Regions from separate parts of the Macaca fascicularis genome. Here region 2 is linked to region 1. A link is a contact called in public Hi-C data. All regions are on one chromosome and are shown on one strand. Each heading gives the region's core, a stretch centred on a gene start, on an enhancer-like site or on the middle of the called end of the contact. The rest is flanking DNA. Distances are from core to core; before and after follow the strand shown.

What was found. A called contact is a pair of places that touch in the nucleus more often than the background predicts.
Region 2: a Hi-C map of liver shows a contact between it and region 1, with 4 times the contacts expected there. The contact joins the promoter of ATG12 here to the promoter of TMED7 in region 1. A contact is called at or near these places in 2 of 2 Hi-C or Micro-C datasets (liver and skeletal muscle).

What each region holds. Positions count from the first base shown.
Region 1 is chr6:122,207,483-122,212,749 of T2T-MFA8v1.1, reverse strand. It overlaps TMED7 (transmembrane p24 trafficking protein 7), which reads left to right and starts at 3,737. Exons shown (of 3, transcript XM_005557548.5): 1 at 3,737-4,169. The coding sequence starts at 3,978.
Region 2 is chr6:122,430,193-122,435,325 of T2T-MFA8v1.1, reverse strand. ATG12 (autophagy related 12) reads left to right here and starts at 3,646. Exons shown (of 5, transcript XM_045394124.2): 1 at 3,646-3,918; 2 at 3,920-4,142. The coding sequence starts at 3,838. It overlaps AP3S1 (adaptor related protein complex 3 subunit sigma 1), which reads right to left and starts at 3,595. Exons shown (of 5, transcript XM_073994080.1): 1 at 3,423-3,595. The coding sequence starts at 3,491.

The DNA of each region.
Region 1 (5,267 bases), core at 2,488-4,987:
ATAGATATATGGGGTATTTCCAGTTGAGACTGTTACTAGGCTTTGGCTTTCAGTAGTCTCGTATACATATTCTGGTATACCTGGTATACCTGTGCATGAATTTCTGGAAAGTAGTGATTCTCATACTTTTTAGTCTCAGAATTTTTTTTTTTTATTTTTTTTATTTTTTTTATTTTTAAGAGAGGATCTGGTTTTGTCACTGAGGCTGAAGTGCAGTGGTGTGATCATAGCTCACTATAACCTCAAACTCCTAGGTTCAGGCGATCCTCCTGCCTTAGCCTTCCAAGTAGCTGGGACTATAGGCATGTGCCACCATGCCCAGCTAATTTTTAAAAACTTATTATGGAGAAGAGGTATCACTGTTTCCCTGGCTGGTCTTGAATGCCTTGGCTCAAGCAATCTTCCCACCTCAGGCTTCTAAATTGCTAGGATTACAGGTGTGAGCCATCATGTTCTCAGCTGGGCCTCAGAATCGTAAAAATTAAAGATTAAGTAAAAATATTAAAATTTAAAAATGTCCAATAAAAGTTATTGAGATCTGAGACATTTAAAATATTTGATAATTCATTTAAAATAAACAATAAACCCATTACACGTTGCATTAGTTTCCTAAGGATCCCATTACAAATTACTACAAATGTGATGACTTGAAACAACAGAAATTTTTTCTCTCAGAACTGTAGAGTCCAGAAGTCTGCAAGTAAAGTATTGCCAAGGTTGATTCCTTCTGGAAACTCTGAAGGAGAAACTGTTCCAAGCCATTCTCCTAGTTTCCCATAGCTATGGGCAATCTTTGATGTTCCTTGACTTGTGAACATATCATTCCAATCTGTATCTTTGTCTTCAATATGCCATTCCCCTCCTCCCACTCTGCCCCCTGTATCTTTGTGTCTGTGCATCTGAAATCTTCCCTTCTCTTATAAGGGGTATTAGTCCATGTTCATACTGCTATGAAGAAATACCCAAGACAGGGTAATTTATAAAGAAAAATAAGTTAAATGAATTGACTGTTCCACATGGCTGGGGAGGCCTCACAATCATGGTGGAAGGCGAAGGCGGAGCAAAAGCACATCTTACATGGCAAAAGCACATCTTACATGGCAGCAGGCAAGACAGCGTGTTCAGGGGAACTGCCCTTTATAAAACCATCAGATCTCATGTAGCTAACTACCTGTTACAAACATGAACAATGCATTATACGTGCATTATATGTTTATAAACACGATTGGTACATTATAAACACGAATACTGTTTTATGGGAAACATAAACAAATGGGAAAAACCTGCCCCCATGATTCAATTACCTCCCACCTGGTCTCTCCCATGATACATGGGGATTATGGGAACTACAATAAAACCATCAGATCTTATGAGACTTACTCACTATCAGGAGAACAGCATGGGAAAAACTTGCCCCCATGATTCAATTACCTCCCACTGGGTCCCTTCCATGACATGTGGGGATTATGGGAACTACAATTCAAGATGAGATTTGGGTGGAGACACAGCCAAACCATACCATAAGAATAACAGTCTTTAGATTTAGGGCCCACCCTAAATCCCAGGATGACCTCATCTTGAGGTCCTTAACTTAATTACATCTGTGAAAAGCCCTATTTCCAAATAAAATCATATTCACGGAGTGGAGGGGTTGAAACTTTGAACATGTATTTTTTAGGGGGACACAATGCAACTCACCGCACACATTTACATAAATAACACCTTTTAATAAAAATATTTTCCAAATAAAAATTTAGCAAGAAGAGTGACCTTATTTTCATAAATCTTTCATAATCTAGATTTACAGAAGAAGCTGGGTGCTCATTTCCTTTGATATTCACTCTGTTGTGCTGTTTTGGTTGAAATATATAATGAAAATCCAGCTTCACACAGATCATTACATACCCTCTGACAGCGTTTCAAGAGGCCTCTGGGGGTCTTCAGAGCAACACTTGAGAACCACTGCTCTAAAGCATATACTCTATAAATATATGTAAAGTGAAATTTCCAGGCGGTGGCTATATATTCCAGGCTATATATATATATATATATGCACACACACACTGAATATAGGTGTGTGTGTTATGTGTATACATATATTCTACCTTATTAGATAACAGCACATTGTTTTCCAACTTAATTAACCAATTTGCTTTTTCACTAGCAGTGTATAAGAGGTTTTGTGGCTCTGTAAGTTGACCAATATCTGTTACTGTTACACTTAAAATTTTTGCCTATCTAGCAGTATGTAATGTATTGCATTGTGATTTTAATCGTATTCATCCTTTTGTGTCTGTTTGTTTGTATTACCATTTGATGTATGAAGAAACTGAGGTTTATTTAGAAGATCAATGTTACTTGTCCCGGGTCACATAATTAGTAAATAAGAACCCATGTTTTCTCTTTTCGAATTCAGATTTCTTCCTACTCACTAAGACAAATAATGCTTCGGTTTCTGGCCCATTTCTCAGGAAGGCTCAACCTTCCCCAGATCCCCACCCAATAACTAAGAACCTTGACTTCAAATCTTCTCCCCTCATTTCCCCACTGTGGAGACTTTGGGCACTTCAGGCGGCTGGAGGACTGCACAGCAGCCCTGCATCTTCCTCCCTTCATACCCCACTACCCACTCACCCCTACTCTCACCCTCTCATTTCCCTGTCTGACTGCTTTCTATCTGCCTCTATTTCCTTTTCATAAAACCCTCTACTCATCTTCTGCTGACTAGACCCTCATCTAATCATTTAAAAAGGAATAATATCTAATTCGTGTGTATAATGTATGAGAAAATGTATAATGCACTATAAGAATCATCACCTGTTAGCTGTTATTATTACTTATTAATACTATTATTTTTAAGCACTTCAACACAAATCAGTGGTGTGATCATAGGCAGTTACTCAATGTTTTTGATACTCAATTTTCTCATCAGTGAAAAGGCGTAATAATACCTTATGAGGTTGTTTGAAGGATGGAATGACATAATATATGTAATGTGCTCAGCACAGTGCTTGATGATAAGGCGTGCTCGAAGACGTTTAATTTATGTAACAAAAATTCATCTAGTGCTTGCTATGTACCAACCACTTCTAAGTAGTTTTTCCAAATATTGAAACTTTGTAATAATTCTCTATGGTAGGTGTTATTATCTCCATTCTACAGACACAGACTGAGGCAGAGAGTTTAAGCAAGTGGCCGGACGTCACAGCCAGTACATGGCAAAACTCCTGCAGTCTGCTCTTAGAATTCGCACTCCTTGTCCAGCTCCTGTCCAAATATTTATTATTACTTATGAGAAAACTCTGCAAATTGCAGAGGGCTCTACCACCAAAGATTAGCACCCTAGGGCAAAATGAGCCCTTTACCACTCCCTCGATGCTCCCCAGCGCTAAGTTCCCAGCGGAGGTTGCAGTGAACCCAGATGGCGCCACTGCACTCCAGCCTGGGTGACAGGGCGAGACTCTTGTCTCAAAAAAAAAAAAAAAAAAGCGAGTGAGTGGAGCGTAATTACCCTCGCCAATAGCCTGTAACCACCGCGGCCGCCACTCCCCTTTTCCTGGCCTCGCTCCTCTCCACCCACGACTCTGGCCCCGCCCCTCGTCCCAGGCTGCGACGGAAGAAGAGCCAACGCCTCGCGGGCTTCCACGTACGCACTCTAACGCCTGTCCCCGGAGGAGAACACATCCGGGTCACGGGAGCCGGTGTCTCAGGCTCCGCCCCTTCCCCCCCAAGGGCTAATCCCCACTTCCGACCCTCATAGTCCTTTTCCGCTTCTCTTTCACCTCTCCTGGTGCGCCCCTCTGCGCCCCTCATAGGAACCCGGAGGGTAGCTCTGATCCCGAATCTCCCACAGGCGCGAACCTGCTCTGCCGTGTATCTTTGCGGGGCGGCCTGCGCTGAGGCCTGCCGCGCACGGTGAGTCCGCGCAGAACTGACCCTGCGTCTTGCAGCTCGGTTGAGGCCGCCGACTTCTCGGGATGCCGCGGCCGGGGTCCGCGCAGCGCTGGGCGGCCGCCGCGGGCCGTTGGGGCTGCGGGCTGCTCGCACTGCTGCTGCTGGTGCCTGGACCCGGAGGCGCCTCTGAGATCACCTTCGAGCTTCCTGACAACGCCAAGCAGTGCTTCTACGAGGACATCGCTCAGGGCACCAAGTGCACCCTGGAGTTCCAGGTATCAGGGGCCTAGCAGTCCCTGGGCCCCAACTCGCGGCTCCAGGGTTGGGGGTGTAAGTTGAGGGATGGCACTTTCCTGTCCGTGTTAACCCGTTCTTAGGCTAATTCAAAAATCGCTTCCAGGTAGCTGATGCCCAGCATTTGACTTTCCTCTAATAAACCTGGAGTGAGAGATGTTAAGACCGGATGTTAAAATGTATGAATTCCAGAAATGCTCCCTCTAGCATTTCTTTCCATTCTCATATTTAAGGCCTATTGAACTTCCTTCCTTAAAATATTCCCTTAAAGAAAATCATTTATATTCTATAGTACCCAGTGTCAACTCTCTAATCCACACTTCCAATTTAATTGAATTTGAAGTATTTTATTATACTACCTTCCAGAGACTGAGTTTGACCTCTGAGAGCTTGTATAGACATATATAGTCATAAAATGTTAAATGCAACAATAAAGGTACACACTAGGTATAGTGCTGGCAGAAGACAGAAGGATCATTGGGAAATTTAGCTGAGGAGCTGATATTAGAGCTGAGTCTGCAAGGTAAGTAGCCGTTGTTCGACAAGGCAGCAGAGGAGAGAAGAAGGGGCCCTAGGCAGATATGTTCATGACAGTTCCAGCAGGCCTGAAATTAGCCTGAACTATATTGCTAACATTTGTGCATGACAGTGAAATACACTGAATAATAATAGTTTTGTGACTATAGTTACATATATTGTCACAAAACTATATATTATTAGCTTTAATGTAAAGCTATTATAATAGCTTTGTGACTGTGAGTCCAAGGGCTTTGGGGGCAGTTTGTACCAGTTTGTCAACATTATTTATTGGTAACAGTGAGATTGATGATTTGCTCCTGGTCTTGGTGAGACCACACCCCCAACACAGAGCTCTGTTGTTGAGACTAGCTTCATAGCAGGAATATGCCTATGTGACCAGCGAAATATTTAAAAATGTGGTCAAGACTCCATTTTGTGTTCCTTGGTTCCAGGGTGTTTTGTTTGCACACTTGGGTGGTTCCAGATCTGAGCGAGTATGTGTCTGGCCACAGACCTAACAGAGGGAAGACAAAGGAGCCCACACCTGACCTTTTCAGACC
Region 2 (5,133 bases), core at 2,397-4,896, 220 kb before region 1:
AAACAGGTGTGTGACTTCATATTTCTCACATATAGCAGCTTGGAGCCACAATTTAATCTAACAATCCATTACAGCATGAAATGGAAATGTGCACTGTTAAAGGGCAGATGAATATATAAGTTGTTATATTATGAGGGAGATAAACGAGGAATGAAAATGCAATGCAGTAGCATAAACTTGTTGGCAAAGGGTTAAACATTTTTCAAATGGCTTAGTGTTAAACCATTACTGTTGGACTCAAACCTCAGCATCCTGCCAGCATATGGAATCGTTAGCTCAGTCACATCCCTAGATATTGTTCAATAAATTAAACTCAAAATTTTTATTCATATTGGACATATACGTCTTAGAGACCTCTTAAAACAGAAACAGCTGAGTAACAGGTATTCCATCACTACTTTTATGCTAAAGGCAGAAATTCGTAAAACCTCTAGTTAGTGAAGGACTACATTTTAAAAGACAGACGGAAACTCAGGAAGTCAATTCTAATCCAAACTCTATCCCAAGCTAGGAGATTCTAAATAAATGCATTTAGCAAAGAGTTAGTTTTCTATGTTCAAGCCTCAGTGTTGACTGCTAAGAATGACACAAATATCTCTAAAATCTCATACGTTCCTTCAAGTATTCTATAGGATGGCTGCCACGAGGAATTACAGGCTGTGAACAAGAATATTGTGCCATAACAAAGATAAAAAATAAAATCCTAAAACACAAGAGGAGCCTTTGAGCAAGATCAAAGGCTTCACAGACTGTTTAGGTGACGTTTGTGCTGGGCCTAGAACAAGGGGTTGAATTTGTACACGTGGCAACGGAAAGGAAGGACATTCCAGGCAGCAAGAATAGAATGACGCCCTACACAGACACTTTCAACTCATGTTCCCTTACACAGTCTGCTCCTGCTATGTAGAAATTCCTGGGGTTCTTCCAACAGGCACTCTCTTCAGGGTTTTTGCATTTGCTGCTCCTTGTACCTGGGATGCTCTTCCCCTAGATATCTGGAAGGCTGCCTTTCTTACCTTGTTCAAGTCTTTGCTCAAATGCTACCTTCTCAGTGAGAACTTACCAGACTATCCTATTTTCAACTGTCATCCTCTCAGTCTCTAAGACTGTTCCGTGCTTTATTTTTTTTCCACAGCACTTAATACTATCTGGCATGCTATAATATAGCCTACTCCTTAATAGCTCTATCTATGTTTCTCAAGCAAGGGCAAAAGTTATCTGTTCATCTTCAGATTTTAAAACTGTTTCTGCATATGGTAGGCATGAATTAAATATCTGTCGACAAACTGATGGAATGAATGAATGAAAAAAAAATAACTGTCCTCAAAAAGGTTATGGTCTAGTGGAGGAAGCAAATATGTAAATAATCTTAAATTATTCCCGAAAGACAAAAAAAACCACACTCAGCAAAACCCAACTTATAGAAACTTAATACACAGAAACAACTTCTCATACTCCACTTATACATGGCCAGTGACCACCAGATTCTTCTTTATATATCTTCTAGCTCTCTGCCCTCAGTGGCACTGTCACTCATACCATGGCCAAAAATGCCACCAGAGCTGCCACTGCTGCCAGAACTGCCTCTTCCCACATTAACCGTCACTGCTACCTAGTGAGTGATGGTAAACAATACTTCTGTTCCACTTTTGGACAAGGGAAAGGCAGATTCCTGAGTTTCTAAATTAAATGCATTTTTCAGTAGATAGTTACATTCTATACTACACGAATAGTATACACTGATTATATGGATTAGCCAGAAAACCCACTGTTTTGAACATTGCTTAAGTTTAGATATGGAAAAATAATTTTTTGAATTGTTTCACTATTGCAACATACCTTTTTTATACTGCAAATGGATGACACTGGCAAAATGGTTATGAAAAAGATTCCTTCAATAAAGGCCGGTACTATCTTTTAACAAACAGGTAAAGTTAATGGCATTTTTTTCACTCGGGAGGATCAACTAGAATTTAAGCTGGATTACAGAATGATGTAGAATTTTTAAACAGACCATCAGTATTTAAGTTATACTAAATTAAAACCACACAGGAGTAGCAGAAAATATTCTTTATAGCTAGCAAAAGCAAAACAACTGAAAAAAAAATGAAGAATAAGCTCAAGATTTCTCACTTCAACTAACACCTCCACAGACTGCATTATCATTTTAGGCAAACTGACATTTTAACATTTACTTTGTAACGGCAAGATTGATTTCCATCTGGGACTTATCTGCATAAAAGTGTTAGCCTTGGCACAATTTCAAAATTGAATTGAAAGCTCATTTCTGGCTATAAGCAAAGTGCCACAATACCACACAACAGTTACACCTCACATTAATCCTACCACTGGGAACCCAATTTTATGTGTTTCAGCTAGTGAATTTTCGCTCAGATGAGCACATACCTCTATAAAACCCTTCCTCGATCATCAATAAATCACTTATCTCTACTACCTTAATGCCTCCTGCACTTGTCCATACTAAACAGTATTCACACATCTAAAAGAGAAGTTCTACAAATGCTACTATTCTTCATAAATAGAAAAAAACTATAAATGATGGCAAATTCCCATACGTGGAAAAATGCCAAACCAGAAGCTTAACTTTTAGGTATAGAACCTAAAACTTTTAGGTAAAGAATCATAACTTTTACGTATAGAACCACAGTTCCAATCACTCAACTACAAACGTCGCCGGTTACTTCGAGGGTAAATAATTTGCAGCCAGCTGCTAAAAGGCCTGATAAAAACATTAGGTCCTCACGTATCTTCCTCTTTAATAAGGAGGCACCTGAAAGTCACACTGGGCAGTCGGTCACGTATCGAAACATACAGGAGAGAGACTGTACAGAGCGTGCAGTTATCAAACGCAGGAAGCCAAAGTTCCTGCCCTATGAGAGGATTACAGTGAAAACCAGTAGCCCATCTGTCCAAAGAACAGAAAGAAGTCCACTTGCAAAGGCTGGGAGTCGGGGAAGGGGGGCGAGAAGAACAAGTCCCGCCCGGTCTTCCTCCTCCCGAGCTAACTGCAGCCGCGGGCGGCACAAGGCAGTCGCGCGGGATTGGCTCTTGGGGCCGGGGCGCAGGGCTCCGGGGCGCGGGTGGGCTGCCGCTGCCCGATCGGCGAGGGCCAGGCACCGGGAAGTCTCCAGGGCCTCGCCCGCGCAGCCGGGAAGGCACGCAGCCCACCGACGGGCGGAGGAACCGCCCGGGCAAAGCCACGTCGGTGGCTGACCGCGCGGCAGGGAGGTGGGCACCCCGTCCACACCCACCGGGAGGCTGACAGCCGGCGAGAGCCAGGCGGCCAGGATGGGAGAAGGGCCGCAGCGCGCCGGAGGGGGTCGCTCTGAGGAAGCCGCGCTGGGCGCTGCCCGTCGCCAACGACTCCCCCTCGCCCGGATCAGCAGCAGCTGGATACTCACGTAGGGTTGGTAGAACTTGGAGAGCCGCGGCTTCCCGTGGTTGTTGAAGATTAGGATCGCCTTAATCATGGCTGTGCCTGGCCGACCGGGTGGGCACTGGGGGCCAGGGCGGGGGCGGGCGCACGAGCCTCGCCTCGTAATCTCGCCGGCGATCCTTCCCCACCCGCCCCCTCCCGTACGCGCCCGCGCGCGCTCCCGTGTCGCCGGGCGGGGCCCGAGAGGCGGGGCCTGGGCGGGGCAGGCACTGAGGAAAGCGGAAACATTTGTAGGTCCGAGCCAGCGGCCCAACAGGGGAGTGTGCGCATTCGACCAAGCACGAAGACGTTGCCCACCTCTCCTTTACTGAGGTCTGTAGTCGCGGAGAAACACATGTTGCGTTATTAACGTTCAGAAGTCTGCCACAGCTTCGATTTGAATGACTTGCCAGGAACACCAAGTTTCACTGTGGAATTGGGTTCCCCTTCTCCGGCGCCTCCTTTGCTACGCTCTCTGGAGAAAAAGCACGCCCACTGCACGCGCTCAATCGCTACTTCCGTTCTCCAATCTCTCCAAGCAAGATGGCGGAGGAGCCGCAGTCCATGTTGCAGCTTCCTCCCTCAAGTGCTGCTGGAGGGGAAGGACCTACGGAGGTCTCCCCAGAAACAACCACCCCGGAGCCCCCGTCTTCCGCTGCAGTTTCCCCGGGAACAGAGGAACCTGCTGGCGACACCAAGAAAAAAAGTAACTGAATTTATTTCCGGGCAGAGAGGCGGGAGGTTCAGATTGCATCCGACTGGGGGTGGCGGCCAGTAAAGAAGCAAAATTTAGAGGAACTCCCGTCCTAGACCTGCATTTTGACTAGTCATCAGAAGAAGTGTACTTTTTGATTTTTAAGGCTTATGAGTTGAGTGTTAAAATACTATGTCTGTCGGTGTAGGTCCTGATACTTGGCTGCCACACCCCTTTCTATATTCTTTGAGTTGGCCAGACTGCAAGCTCTTTGAAGGAGGGAGGGAGCTGAGTGGGGGTTCTCGGTAATTCCAGGTACTTAACACAGGAGCTAATTATTTTAATAATGTTTTAAGGTGGTAGGGATGGTCACTGGCAAAGCCTGGATTAGAATTCACGCCTTCCGACTTACTCGCTTTTTTGGTTTTTTCCCCCTCCCAGTTGGTTGTGAATTCGCTCCTTAAACCAAAAACCAAATTCTTACGCAAAATGAAGACTGCTAAGGGAAAGCTAAAGGCATAGATGTTACCTTTTTAAGAAACACATTTTGGAACCTTTTTGAGTTATTTCATTGCTTGAACCAGCTATCCTCAACCCTTTATTGTTTGAGAATGTTTTCCTTTGTAAAAGAGATTTCCAAGGTTACGTGTTCTAAAGCACTCTCTAGAGTTAGAGTTGCCTATGAGAAAAGCAGCATATAAGCATCCTCGATTCAGAGAGGCTGATTTTGTCCATAGACAAGTTTTCCGCGTTCAGTCTTAAGATGACAGTGGTCTCTGGCAGGGCGCGGTGGCTCAGGCCTGTAAATCCCAGCACTTTGGGAGGCCGAGGCGGGTGGATCACCTGAGGTCAAGAGTTCGAGACCAGCCTGGCCAACATGGTGAGACTCCGTTTTTACTAAAAATATAAAAATTAGCTGGGCGTGGTGGCGCGCGCCGGTAATCCCAGCTACTCGGGAGGCTGAAGCAGGAGAGTCGCTTGAACACACGAGGCGGAGGTGGCA